Regions from separate parts of the Mus musculus genome. Here regions 1, 3 and 4 are each linked to region 2. The links are chromatin contacts, called in public Hi-C and promoter capture Hi-C maps. All regions are on one chromosome and are shown on one strand. The core of a region is the stretch at or near the end of the contact, and the rest is flanking DNA. Distances in the headings are between cores, read along the strand shown. Region 1 holds the start of Cd1d1 (CD1d1 antigen). Region 2 holds the start of Tmem131l (transmembrane 131 like). Region 3 holds the start of Lrba (LPS-responsive beige-like anchor). Region 4 holds the start of Rps3a1 (ribosomal protein S3A1).

Region 1 (2,700 bases), core at 183-2,682, 3.0 Mb after region 2:
TCCCCAGTTTTATTTAACTCAATTTATAGAACCCAAGAGTGGCTGTCAGTGAGAAAATAAACCCCACAGGCCTTACTCATCTCTTCCTAGTCCTTGCCCTTCCTCTACAGCTGACAGTGATGTAAAAACCTAGATGGATCCAAGTGGAGAGCCAGGGTGAAAATAGCCAGCTGACCTTGCTTCTCTAGGTCTGACTTCCCTGCCTCTAGGAGACCACGGACAAATAGGGGGCAGGTGTCATTCAGGAGCATCTGCACGGTTGCACTTGTCCCTTGATCAGCGTTGAGCACTTTGATGGGCAAGTCTAACCAAGATGGGGCCCCTGGGACTGTCTGCCAGGACGTTCCCCAGAATCTCACGACATATTTTCCTTGAAATGCTACGTGTAAAAAGCTTTCCGAAGCATTCCCAGGGTACATTTCACAGCCCGCAGACAGCTGGATCTCAATGGGATCTGTAAGGAGGAGTAGGCAGAGACCAAAGAGTTCATGATTAAGGGATTTGGAAGAAAGGAATTGGTATGAAGATTATCGTTAAGTGCCAGTTGAGGAAAATGATCATGGTGCCCTAGAGCAGAAATGGGCTATTTTTAGAAGGGACAAGGGTTACTTTTAGACAGAAGTAAAACCATAAGGGTGGACAGAGAAGAGAAGCTATGCCCGATGCCCACAGTTATCCAGCTGGGGTCTGGATCACTCCTGCCCACTGGGTTCAGGGTTCCAACCCCTCCACTCACAGTCTTCTTTAGGTGACATCATTTTGACTAATTCCTGTATGTCCCTGGTAAAGCTGACTCGATAGACTTGAAACATATGCTGCAACTTCTCCCACTGCTGGTTACTCAACTTGCCCTGGGACCATGGCTTCGTGAAGCTGATGGTGGCTGAGTCATTACTCCAACGGTGAGTCTGCAGATCCCCCAGCCAGACCACGCTGTCTGTGCGGGACCAGCTTCTGTTTGCAAAGGAAGACATCTGCAGGCAGCGGAAGGTGTAATTCTTTTGCTGGGCTGGAAACAAAGGAAAAGGAAAGAACTTAGCGAGTGGGCTCAGTCTGAGGACAGACTGCAGTAGGAAAAAGCTCAGCTTTAGCTGCGCTTGCGGAAGGAAAGGCAGGCTCAGTGTAGTTCTGAACTGAGCTAAGCCCTGAGCCGCAGCCATACATTGCTCCTCCCACTGTTGTTGCAAGCCGGGAAGCCCACCTCCACCCGCCCACTACTGCACAGAGCTTGTAGCCAGCCTCTTTCTCCCTCCCTTCCTCCCTTCTCTAGATTGTGTGCGCTTTTACTCACTCACCTTCAGATTGTCCCCAGACCTGTAGGAATGCCCACAGCAACAGCCATGGTAGGTACCGCATAGCGCCAGAGTTCTACACAGCCCTCGGCTCCGACTTCTGCGCTTTACTCTGCTCCCGGACTGGTACACAAAGGCTCTGGGGTTTTTGGTGCAGAGCCAGCAAAACCCGGAAGGACGCGCAGGCACGATTGGTAAATTACTCTTTGACAAAGCCAAACCCCCTGGTAGTTGAGGGTTGGAGTGCAGCTTTACTCAGAACCGCTACGCAAACCACTTTTAAACAAAACAAAACAAAACAAAACAACAACAACAAAAATGTCTTTCCGTTATACTAAAGAATGAGGTTGAGACTATCGTCTCAATATCGAAAGCAAGACAAAATTGTATTTCGGTTACAACTCCGATGGTATTAAAAATGCAAGGGGAAAAATAGAAGGGACGTTTTGGTCTAGCTAGCAGGGGCTGTCTGCAGGTGCTCCATTTACAAGTTTGGATCCTCCCAGATATCTATAAATATCACATTAAAATAATGATAATGATAATAATAGATGTGATTCTTCTAGTGGTTCATTGAGAGGATAGGACTAGGCGGGTTAAGTTCCTTCATAGCTTTCGTATGCCCACAGTTTCCCATGTCAGATTCTTTTTCCCCTTACCCTGGTTTCTTTTCTCCCTTGCCTTACCTGCCCTCTGGCTGTCCCCGACTCCATTTTGGGAGAGTACAGGCATATTTTATTTTTAGTTTTTATTTTGTTCTGTATATTGTACTGTCATGATTTGCGAAAATCGAAGACTTGTGTCAGTCTGATGTGAGGAAAAGCCAAAAGTGACGAGATGTGCCCCCTCGAAGCGCTTCAGCACAGCGAAAACACGGGCCATACACCTGCAGACAGATGTCTTTCCCACTCACTCGCAAATACCGAACCTCTTGTTTTTGAGAACAGAGGTAAGATTACAGGGCGCGCCTGTGAGTTTGTAGGGCCATTCCCAACTTCTCACGCTTAAAACAAGTAGTGACAAAAACAGTTGCTCAAAATTTCAGTTACTGTGAGAAAGGAGAAGTCATCCTTGGTAAATCGTACTCCTGCAGCAAGCATCCTGATACCATCTTCCTCGTTCCTTTTTAGTCACCCCGTTGTATGCTTTGCTCTGTCTTTTTGCCTTGTCTCCTAAGTAGGCCTCTTCTCTATGTCTCTACCCTTAACATAACCGCAACCTTCTGCTTCAACTATATGAAATACCTTCCACGAGGTAGGAAAAAACCCCATCATTGATCGGTATAGCCTCTAGGATCATTCTGCCCATGCTCTGGCTTGCCTTGGAGCATCGTTTGGGACCCTACTCTAAGTCTCACATGCTTTCGTCCCTTAGATACAGCTTCTTCCTCAGATCTCTGCACAAATAG
Region 2 (2,700 bases), core at 106-2,605:
CATTTGGAGAAATTCCAAGATTATACTCCTTTAAAGTCACTTCTTCATCCCAAAGCTACTTAGGCTAATGGCAAAGTACCACTCACTAACATTTATGAAATCAATATTCCCATTGTGTTCAACCCTCCAGCCACTTGCCATCCACACCACACCCGCCTGCTTAGAGACAGCCGTGGAGACCCAGAAGCGAGTCCTCCGCCCACCCTGGCCCACTAACGAGCCAAGGAAGTCGCCACTAGCCAGGCGCAAGGCTGTGAGACACACAACCCTGCTGAGGTGGCCTGGACACCCACCTTCTGAACTTGGGGCGGCCCTGACTCACACCCTGTCACATGGCGCGGGAGCCAGGCTGAAGAGCCACCGTTGCCAGGTGTTCAGGCTCGGCACGACCGTTTATTTGCCTTGCAAAGTGACCCGAGCGCTCCTGTGCCATTGGGGGGAAGGCCGGCAACCTCCAGGCCTCTCCTCCCTCACACGCCCACACCCGCCCTGTCACCGGTCCTCCTCACCTGAGTGGGCAGCAGGAGTTCCCCTTCTTCTGCCTGCCACAGCTCCACCACGTTCGGCAAGGGCTCAAACGCTGCACGGACACCAAAAAAACACACCGCGTTTGTAATGCACGGCAAAGAAACGCTTCCTGTTTCCTCGCCCGTCCCCTCGTGCCAACCGCCTGCCCCCAAACAAGTCTCCTTCTCCCCTCGCAGGGCAGGCCACCCGAGGGGTGAGCCGAGGATGCAAATACAATGCCCAGCCGGACCCCGGGGTCCAGAAGATGAGGGCGTGCGGGCTTGGTCAAGACCAGGGCATGAGGCCGCCGCACCAAGCACGGCGCGACCCCCAAGCCACCGGGCTGGGGGAAACAAAGCTGCAGGAAGCCGGGCGCGGCGAGGCACCCGCGCGCCACACAAAGCGGGGGATGCGCCCGGGGCGCAGGGGCCCGCGCACAAAGGCTCCGGGGCGTGCGCGGCTAGCGGTCCCTGAGCCCCACGCTGCCCGCTCCTGGCCCGGCCTAGAGTCGCCGAGGGGACGCTGCGGTCGCAGGGCTGCAGCAGCCCGTCTTCCCCAGCCGCCCGAGTCCCCTTCCTCCGCGAACCCTCACAGATTTCAACAGTTCCCTAAAAGAAAGGGGGGGCGGGGCGGCGGGGACAGCCAGCCCCGACGACGGGCTGACCTTGTCCCTGAGCCCCTCCCGGACGGCAGCAGGACAGCAGGACCTGGAAGACGCCCAGCAGAAGGTTCACGGCAGCGGCCGTGCGGCGGTAGGCGCCGGACTGCGGGCGCCGGAGCCCCGCCATGCTGGTGCTCGCCGCGCTCGCTCGCAGCGATCTTGTTCTCTTGTTTGGTGGCGCCGCGGCCGCCAGGCCGCGCCCCGGGCCCGCCCCCGCGCCCTGGCCCCGCCCCGCCTCCGGGCCCGCCCCCCGCTGTTGGGCCCGCCCCCGCAGCTGTTGGACTGCTGCTCAGCGCCGGCGCGCCGCTTGCTCCCGAGCGCGTGTGCTCCGCAGATAGAAGGGGATGGAACGCGGCGGGGAGCGGAGGGACGAAGACAATGCGAACGCTCACAGCGCGCAGCACGTGCCCGAGGGCCCCCAGAAGCTTGACTCTGGGGGCTGGGGCTCGCGGCCCACGGGGAGAGGGTGTTGTCGTGAACTTTCATGAGGTTCTCTTTGTCGATGACACCCGGGCCACGGTGGGGGCACTAACCCCCCGGGGGGAGGGGTCCTGGGAATGAATCGTAGCCCAGCGCTTGGCCTTGAACAGGATATTAGTGGAAATATTGCTGTGGTTGTCAGGAAACGCGAGTGCAGCCGCACAGCTACTGCCTGTTATGCAGCGAGGATATCCGGTGGCTGCGAGGTCTGTAATTTAGAATAAAAAGCTCTCCCAACACCCGAGAGGCTGACCTCAGCGCCGCGTGGCGGTAATGCGCTCAGCGCCCTCTGTGGAGACGGTCCAAATCCTGACAGGTGGGAGAGCTTAGGTTAGACCTTCAAGAGCCCTGCAGATGGACCTGCAGAATCAGACTGCAAAAGTGAGCCAGCCACTTGCTAAACGTAGTTGAAGTGGAGGGCACAGATCGCCTGCCAGTTAACAATATTAATAAGTAGTGTAAGTCATACTTGGAAATTTATTTTCTGCCTCTGTTTTTTTTTTTTTTAAGTTGATTTGCTGTGTGCAGCAAACGTAGCTCGTATGAAACTCAGAGACTGTGAGCTTCAGGAAGTGATGGTGTACACCTGTCTGCTTACATTGATCTTCTGTTTAATTGCTTCTGGAGCCTTCCAGTCTAGACTATGGGAAAAAATGTAGTCTCATAGCAGGTCAGATGTTGGTCAAGGACAATATGAATGATGGATGCTCTCTTCATAATACCATACTGTGAACCTAATCTCTTTGTCTGGATGTAACTCTAAATGAGGTTAAACCACCTGATTTCTTTGCCATACTTAACACTTGATAAAAGCAAATGTCCACATGGAAATGTCATTTTGCTTTGTCCAACTTGAGCAGCTCCAATTATTTCTTACTCCCCCCCCCCCCAGATTGCTTGGGTGCATCCCTGGCAAGGATGTCCTGTCCTATCCCATTGGACCCTTTTTTTCCTCTTCATTTCACTTCTCTGGGTTTCTATTTGCCCCTCGGATACTGAAATTCCCTCACTGCATTCAAGGGTCTCAGAAAATCGATGGTATGTCCCGGCTA
Region 3 (2,700 bases), core at 12-2,511, 2.2 Mb after region 2:
GACAACATTAGACTATGACAATTTGTACTGGCTTCAAATCCTCATTTATATATATTTAAAAGCATCTATAATGAGGCAAACTTAACTTCCACACTGGGAAATTGAGAGGAACCCCCTTTCCCATTTCCAGCCCCCCCCCAACCCCCCCGGTGAATCCCGCCTCCACAGCTCCGAGCAGCTGTCTGAGGAATGAATCCTCTACTCCTTAGAATGTGGGAGAGCTTTGCTGGGGCGGCAGCTGCCAGGCAAGGAATCCTCCCAGTCGCTGTCCCTCCCCTCCGAGCAGCGGCAGCTGCCAGGGCATCCCAGTGGAAATCTTTCCCAGTTAGCGCCGCGGGCGGGCAGGCAGCAGCTGAGCTCAGTCAGGGGTGGAGACTGCTCCCCAGAGGCTCCAGCGCCGCCACCTCAACGACTCCTAAGTCCCTCAGGTGTCCTTCTCCAAGTCCAACACGAGGACACCTTGACAACGTGGGGCGGGTACCCTCGGCGCTCAGAGACCTGCTGTTGCACAGCACCCGCCTCCCGTTCGTCGCCAAAGCACAGTCTGGGCGAAGAGTGCGAGGGAAAAGCGCGCCGCTCGCGGCTCTACCTGAGCAGCGCGCTCTCGAGGCGCGCTCCCGCCCGCGTGGCACCTCCAGCGAGCGCGCGTGCTCTGCTCCGCCACTCACCCGCGATTCTCCGGGCCCGCCCGCACGTCCCCTACTAAGCCGCCTCCGCTAGGGCGCCCGCCCGCTCGCTCGCTCGCCCGCCCCACCACCCCGCGCGCTCGCGCTCGCGCACGCGCACGCCGCGCCCGGCGGCCCTCGGCGCTGTCATGGCGGCGAGGAGCAGCTTCAGTAGGCATAGGGGTAGTCCCGCGCGCCGTAGCCCGGCGTTCTGTGGCAGTAGCATCCTCGGCCACCGCGGCGGCACGAGCCGCGGCGTCGCCCCCGCCTGCAGTAGCTGCGTTTGCAAGGGCTGAGCGCAGGGGTGGGGCGGCCTAGGGAAGCACGGAGTTCTAGGCAGCCGCCGGGCTCCCGGGGAGCGGACTAGGGAAACTTGAAGGCTGCGACCAGGTGCCTTGACCTTTCTCTCCCCGGTCCCGTCCCGGTCCCTGTCCCCGTCCCCGCAGGCGCGTCGGGCCTGCCTTCCCGCCCCAGCACACACCTCCCTTCCTCTCCTCAGCCGAGCTCAGGTGCCCGGGCGAGGTGCTCCACTCCTCCCCCTGGGCCGAGCGCTGAGGAGAATCACCGCCCCCTTCCCCCGCCTTTTCCTGCCCTGGATCTCCGCCGCCACCTCCGTCTCGCTGCGCCCCGGCGGGGGTGAGGACGAGGCCGGAGTCTCCGGGTGAGGAGGAACTTTGGACCTCAGTGGTCGCAGGGGCCCCCCGTCCTCTGCCGGCGACAGTCCCCCGCGGTGCACCTGCCCGCGCCCACCACCTGCGCGGGCTGGGGGGGGGGGGGGAGGAGTGAGCCTGCTCGCCGGCCTGGAGGACCCGCCTTCGGCGGAGCGGGCGATGGAGCCCGGGAGGAGCGGCCGGCCGGCTGGCCCTTGGGGTGCCCTTAGTAACTTATTTGACAGACAGTAACTATTTCCCTCTCCTCCCTAAAAAATCCCACGACAGACCTACCCTATTTAACAGATGTTTAATCTTCCAATAGGCTTTGGCGTTGTTGTCAGCCTCCGGGAGAGAGATTGGACAAATAGTCTCCAAGAGGAGGAGGGCGACGACCAAGGACTTTCCTGCTTTTTTGGGTTTCTCCGCAAGTTGGAACAGAGACCCTTTTTGGTTTAGCGTTTGCGTGTGTGTTGGTGCCTCTTCTCCGTGCAGCGACTGCTGGCCCAGGGTGACTCTGACTTGTCCTTTCTCGTGAACTAGTCATGGCTAGTGAAGACAATCGTGCCCCTTCCCGGCCACCAACAGGTGATGACGGGGGAGGTGGAGGGAAAGAAGAAACCCCTACGGAAGGGGGTGCGCTGTCTCTGAAGCCGGGGCTCCCCATCAGGGGCATCAGAATGAAATTCGCCGTGCTGACGGGGTTGGTTGAAGTTGGAGAAGTGTCCAATAGGGATATTGTAGAAACTGTCTTTAACCTGGTAAGTAGATCAATATTTTATAAGCATATACTTTTCTCGGTGAGTTGGGGAGCAAGACGAAGTTGGGGTCATGTGCTTCACTCAATCTAATGGCTTTTTCCACGGATAGACACAAAATTCTACTTGACCTAAATGGAGCAATTACTTGTATTTCAGTTTAAAGAGAATTATGCAAAATTTGATGCTTCAGGTTTTCAATGAACATGAACAGATCACCTTTGTGCTAATTAAGCAAGTGTTGATGTGGAAGTATATTTGTGTGTGTATGTGTGTGCATGTGTGTGTGTAGTCAGGTGTTCAATGGAGAATTTGGATGTAACTTTTTTTTCCTCTTGGAGTGTATGTTTAAGCCTGCGATTTTTCTCTTTAATATTTTGAATAAATGACTTTTTTTTTTTTGGACTTGGGAGCTAATGTAAGTTTTTGCCTAAGTTATGTTTTGCTATAGTTAGTTTTAAATACAGAATTCATGTTCATAGTGCTGATATAGGCTAACTTGTAAATTAGTATTTTTAAAATTCTGGCTACTTTTAGTTTTAGAAATAACTAACCAAGGTTGAATTTTGCAGTGGGTTTAGGGTTATCTTGTGATAATTGAATGTCAATTTGAAAAAGGCCTGAGGC
Region 4 (2,700 bases), core at 32-2,531, 2.1 Mb after region 2:
ACTTCAAACACACGACCCTTGAGGCCATCAGAGGCAATTTCTAAAAAAGAACCACAAACCCTGTTAACTTGTTAACCAAACCCACCTTCACACCAGTGGCTTACTGCCAACACCTAAACGTTCTCTTGGACAGCTGTACAAACACTTCATTGCTGCCACATCTGTACTAAGACCAAGCACTCCCAATGCCAGGCCCTCCAACCACTGGGCTGACATTTCAATCCAGCGCCCCATCAGAGTTGACCAAGGCGCCGGTTAATATGCACATGCCACAGCTTAGGAACAAAGCAAAAGGGGCCCACAGTACTCACTGGTTCCTTGAGTCCTCGTGACTAGTGTCTTCCCGATGTTCCTAATATTGAACATGGCTGGAGCTTTCACATCGTACCAGTCTTTCTTAGAAAATGGATCGACCCTGGATGGGAGAAAAATAACCTCAAGTTTCTCTGTAAATTGTAACAACACTCCCGACCACTTTTAAACGCTTCTTATCCTTCAGACTTCTGTTAACAGTTTCCCAGGCACGATCTTGCAATCGGCCTGCACTTAACACGACGGACGTCCTCCCCGTGGGGTGAACGTCTGCGAGGCCGGCTGGTCTGCCAGTGCACAAAGCAGTAAGTTCGAAGCCATGCCTTCCCCACTCCTCCATCACACAGGCAGTACTATATACACACTGCCCTGGAACCTCAGGGACCTGTGACAGTGACTGGTCCGCAACAGCACAAACTGCTGCTAAACAAGTGTCCCGGGTCTCCAGGTCGGTCCCACGAGAGCCCAGCACACAAGTTGACATGGGGTCCCGACATGGACAGCCAGAGTGACTGACGTAGAGCGGTGTTAAAAAGTGCCACGGACTTCCAGCAACCCAGGAGCCCACAGTTCGCGCGCGACACGCGAGCGACTGCTAGAGACGCAGGGCGGAGATCACACGCGGCGCGCGACACCCGGCCGGGTGGCGGAGAGGCGGCCGCCCGGGACGCACCCGCCAGCCGCGCAGCGCAGCACCGCCGCGCAATCCACCCCGCATCCTCACCATCCGCCCCACGCCGCACCCCAGAACCCGCCCACCAACTCCTGCGGAGCCCAACGGCCGGGGACCCGCGCGATCCGCCACTCACACTTTCTTCTTAGCTCCCTTCTTGCCACCTTTCGTCAGGCGCTTGTTCTTGCCGACCGCCATGGTGCCGACCGGAGAGCCAAAAGGGCGGAAGTACAACTCGCGCGAGAACTTAACGCGAGCCGGGCGGGGAGCGCCGTCTACGTGACCCTTGCTCTTTCGCCCTTCCGGCTTTAAGAATCTCGCGACACTAGCTGGCGGCTCGTTTCCCGCCGTGCTGCGACAGCGCCCTCGTGTGTCGGGAGGTCGCGCAGCGGGCCGCGGGCTGGCTAGGCTGTGCATGGGAGCCTGCAGATTGTCAGAGATGCTCAACCCACTTCAGGTTTCTTGTGGTTTCCGTTGCCCCGAGGGTGGGAACTCTCTGTTTCTAATTTTGAGAGTACGTTTCTTCCCTAGACCATGGGCTTTGAATCAGAGATAGCAAATCCATGTTCAAATGGTGATTCCAACAGTACTTAGCCTTCTGACCTCTTTAGCCATCAGTTCCCTCGGGTGTAAAACGGGAATATTCATGTGATCTATTTCAAAACATTAGTGTAATTCAATAAGCATGACTTCGGGCACGCTGTTCACGTGCTGACTACTCTTGGGCTTGGCTGTGTTGTGAACTTTCATGAAAAAAGAGGCTTAGCCGTGTGTGCAATCCCAGAGCTCTGGAGGCAGGAGGACAGCAAGTTGGAGGAGAGCCTGGAGTATATGGTGAGTACTAGCCTGAACTACCTAGCAAGACAGACTGGGAAGGGGAGAGGAGAGAATATATATATACACACACACACATATATACATATGTAACTCTTACACATTTGTAATCACATTTTTTTTTTGTATGACTATGTGTGTGGTCCTGTGCCTCACAGGTCTCTGTGTGGAGGTCAGAGACCTATTCTCAAGAGTTGGTTCTCTTCTTCCACTATGTGGGTATAAGGCTCAGGGAGAGGCTGCCATCCTGCGCACACTGGCCCGCAGCGCTGCCATACAATGTGCCCTGCCTCCTCACTGCCTGAGAGGTCTCTGCAGGTGCCTTTACCAGCTGAGCCATCTCGACAGCCCTGGGTTTTTGGTTGGTTGGTTTTGTTTTTTCTGGGATAGGAGGAGTGTTTGGGTTTTTAGTGGAGTGGGGACTAGAGTGGTGTCCTGGAAAAGCCTCAGCATGCCTGAGACAACGGATTCCATCTCTAGCACCCCAAAAAGGCACAGTCGTGATCAATTGTTGTACCTAACTGCCCACCAATTTTCTTAATGCAAACCACCCCTTCCCCACTTTTAAAAGTGATGTCTTTATTTTTATTTTATATGGTTTGCCTGCATGTTTGTCTGTGTGAAAGTCCCAGATCCCCTGGAACTGGAGTTACAGACAGTTGTGAGCTATCATGTGGGTCCTGGGAATTGAACCTGGGTCCTCTAGAAGAGCAGTCACTACTACTCTTAACCACTAAGCCATTTCTCTACCTCTATCTCCACCCCTCCACATCCCCAAACCCCCACCATAAAAAATGGCTTCCCCATTCTTATGTTAGTATTTTTCAAAACAAGATTCCTCCTGTGTTGTTCGGGCTGACCTCAAATTCACCTTCCTCAAG

The links. Promoter capture Hi-C pulls out the DNA fragments that hold promoters and counts their contacts. A called contact is a pair of places that touch in the nucleus more often than the background predicts.
Region 1: a contact with region 2 is called in a promoter capture Hi-C map of liver, with 3 times the contacts expected there. The contact joins the promoter of Cd1d1 here to the promoter of Tmem131l in region 2. A contact is called at or near these places in 3 of 39 promoter capture datasets (liver and pre-B cells).
Region 3: a contact with region 2 is called in a Hi-C map of B cells, with 5 read pairs. The contact joins the promoter of Lrba here to the promoter of Tmem131l in region 2. A contact is called at or near these places in 1 of 39 promoter capture datasets (liver) and 1 of 484 Hi-C or Micro-C datasets (B cells).
Region 4: a contact with region 2 is called in a promoter capture Hi-C map of pre-B cells, with 10 times the contacts expected there. The contact joins the promoter of Rps3a1 here to the promoter of Tmem131l in region 2. A contact is called at or near these places in 5 of 39 promoter capture datasets (the C10 cell line, hippocampal neurons, liver and 1 more) and 1 of 115 datasets of contacts at active chromatin or transcription factors (astrocytes).

The regions. Positions count from the first base shown.
Region 1 is chr3:86,997,897-87,000,596 of GRCm38.p6, forward strand. It overlaps Cd1d1 (CD1d1 antigen), which reads right to left and starts at 1,433. Exons shown (of 6, transcript NM_007639.4): 1 at 1,296-1,433; 2 at 737-1,009; 3 at 176-454. The coding sequence starts at 1,356.
Region 2 is chr3:84,038,806-84,041,505 of GRCm38.p6, forward strand. It overlaps Tmem131l (transmembrane 131 like), which reads right to left and starts at 1,356. Exons shown (of 35, transcript NM_172681.4): 1 at 1,172-1,356; 2 at 510-580. The coding sequence starts at 1,295. Gm30352 (a long non-coding RNA gene) reads left to right here and starts at 1,416. Exons shown (of 4, transcript XR_867387.3): 1 at 1,416-2,106.
Region 3 is chr3:86,223,429-86,226,128 of GRCm38.p6, forward strand. Lrba (LPS-responsive beige-like anchor) reads left to right here and starts at 1,262. Exons shown (of 57, transcript NM_030695.2): 1 at 1,262-1,326; 2 at 1,641-2,076. The coding sequence starts at 1,861.
Region 4 is chr3:86,141,387-86,144,086 of GRCm38.p6, forward strand. It overlaps Rps3a1 (ribosomal protein S3A1), which reads right to left and starts at 1,282. Exons shown (of 6, transcript NM_016959.4): 1 at 1,122-1,282; 2 at 312-415; 3 at 1-40. The coding sequence starts at 1,183.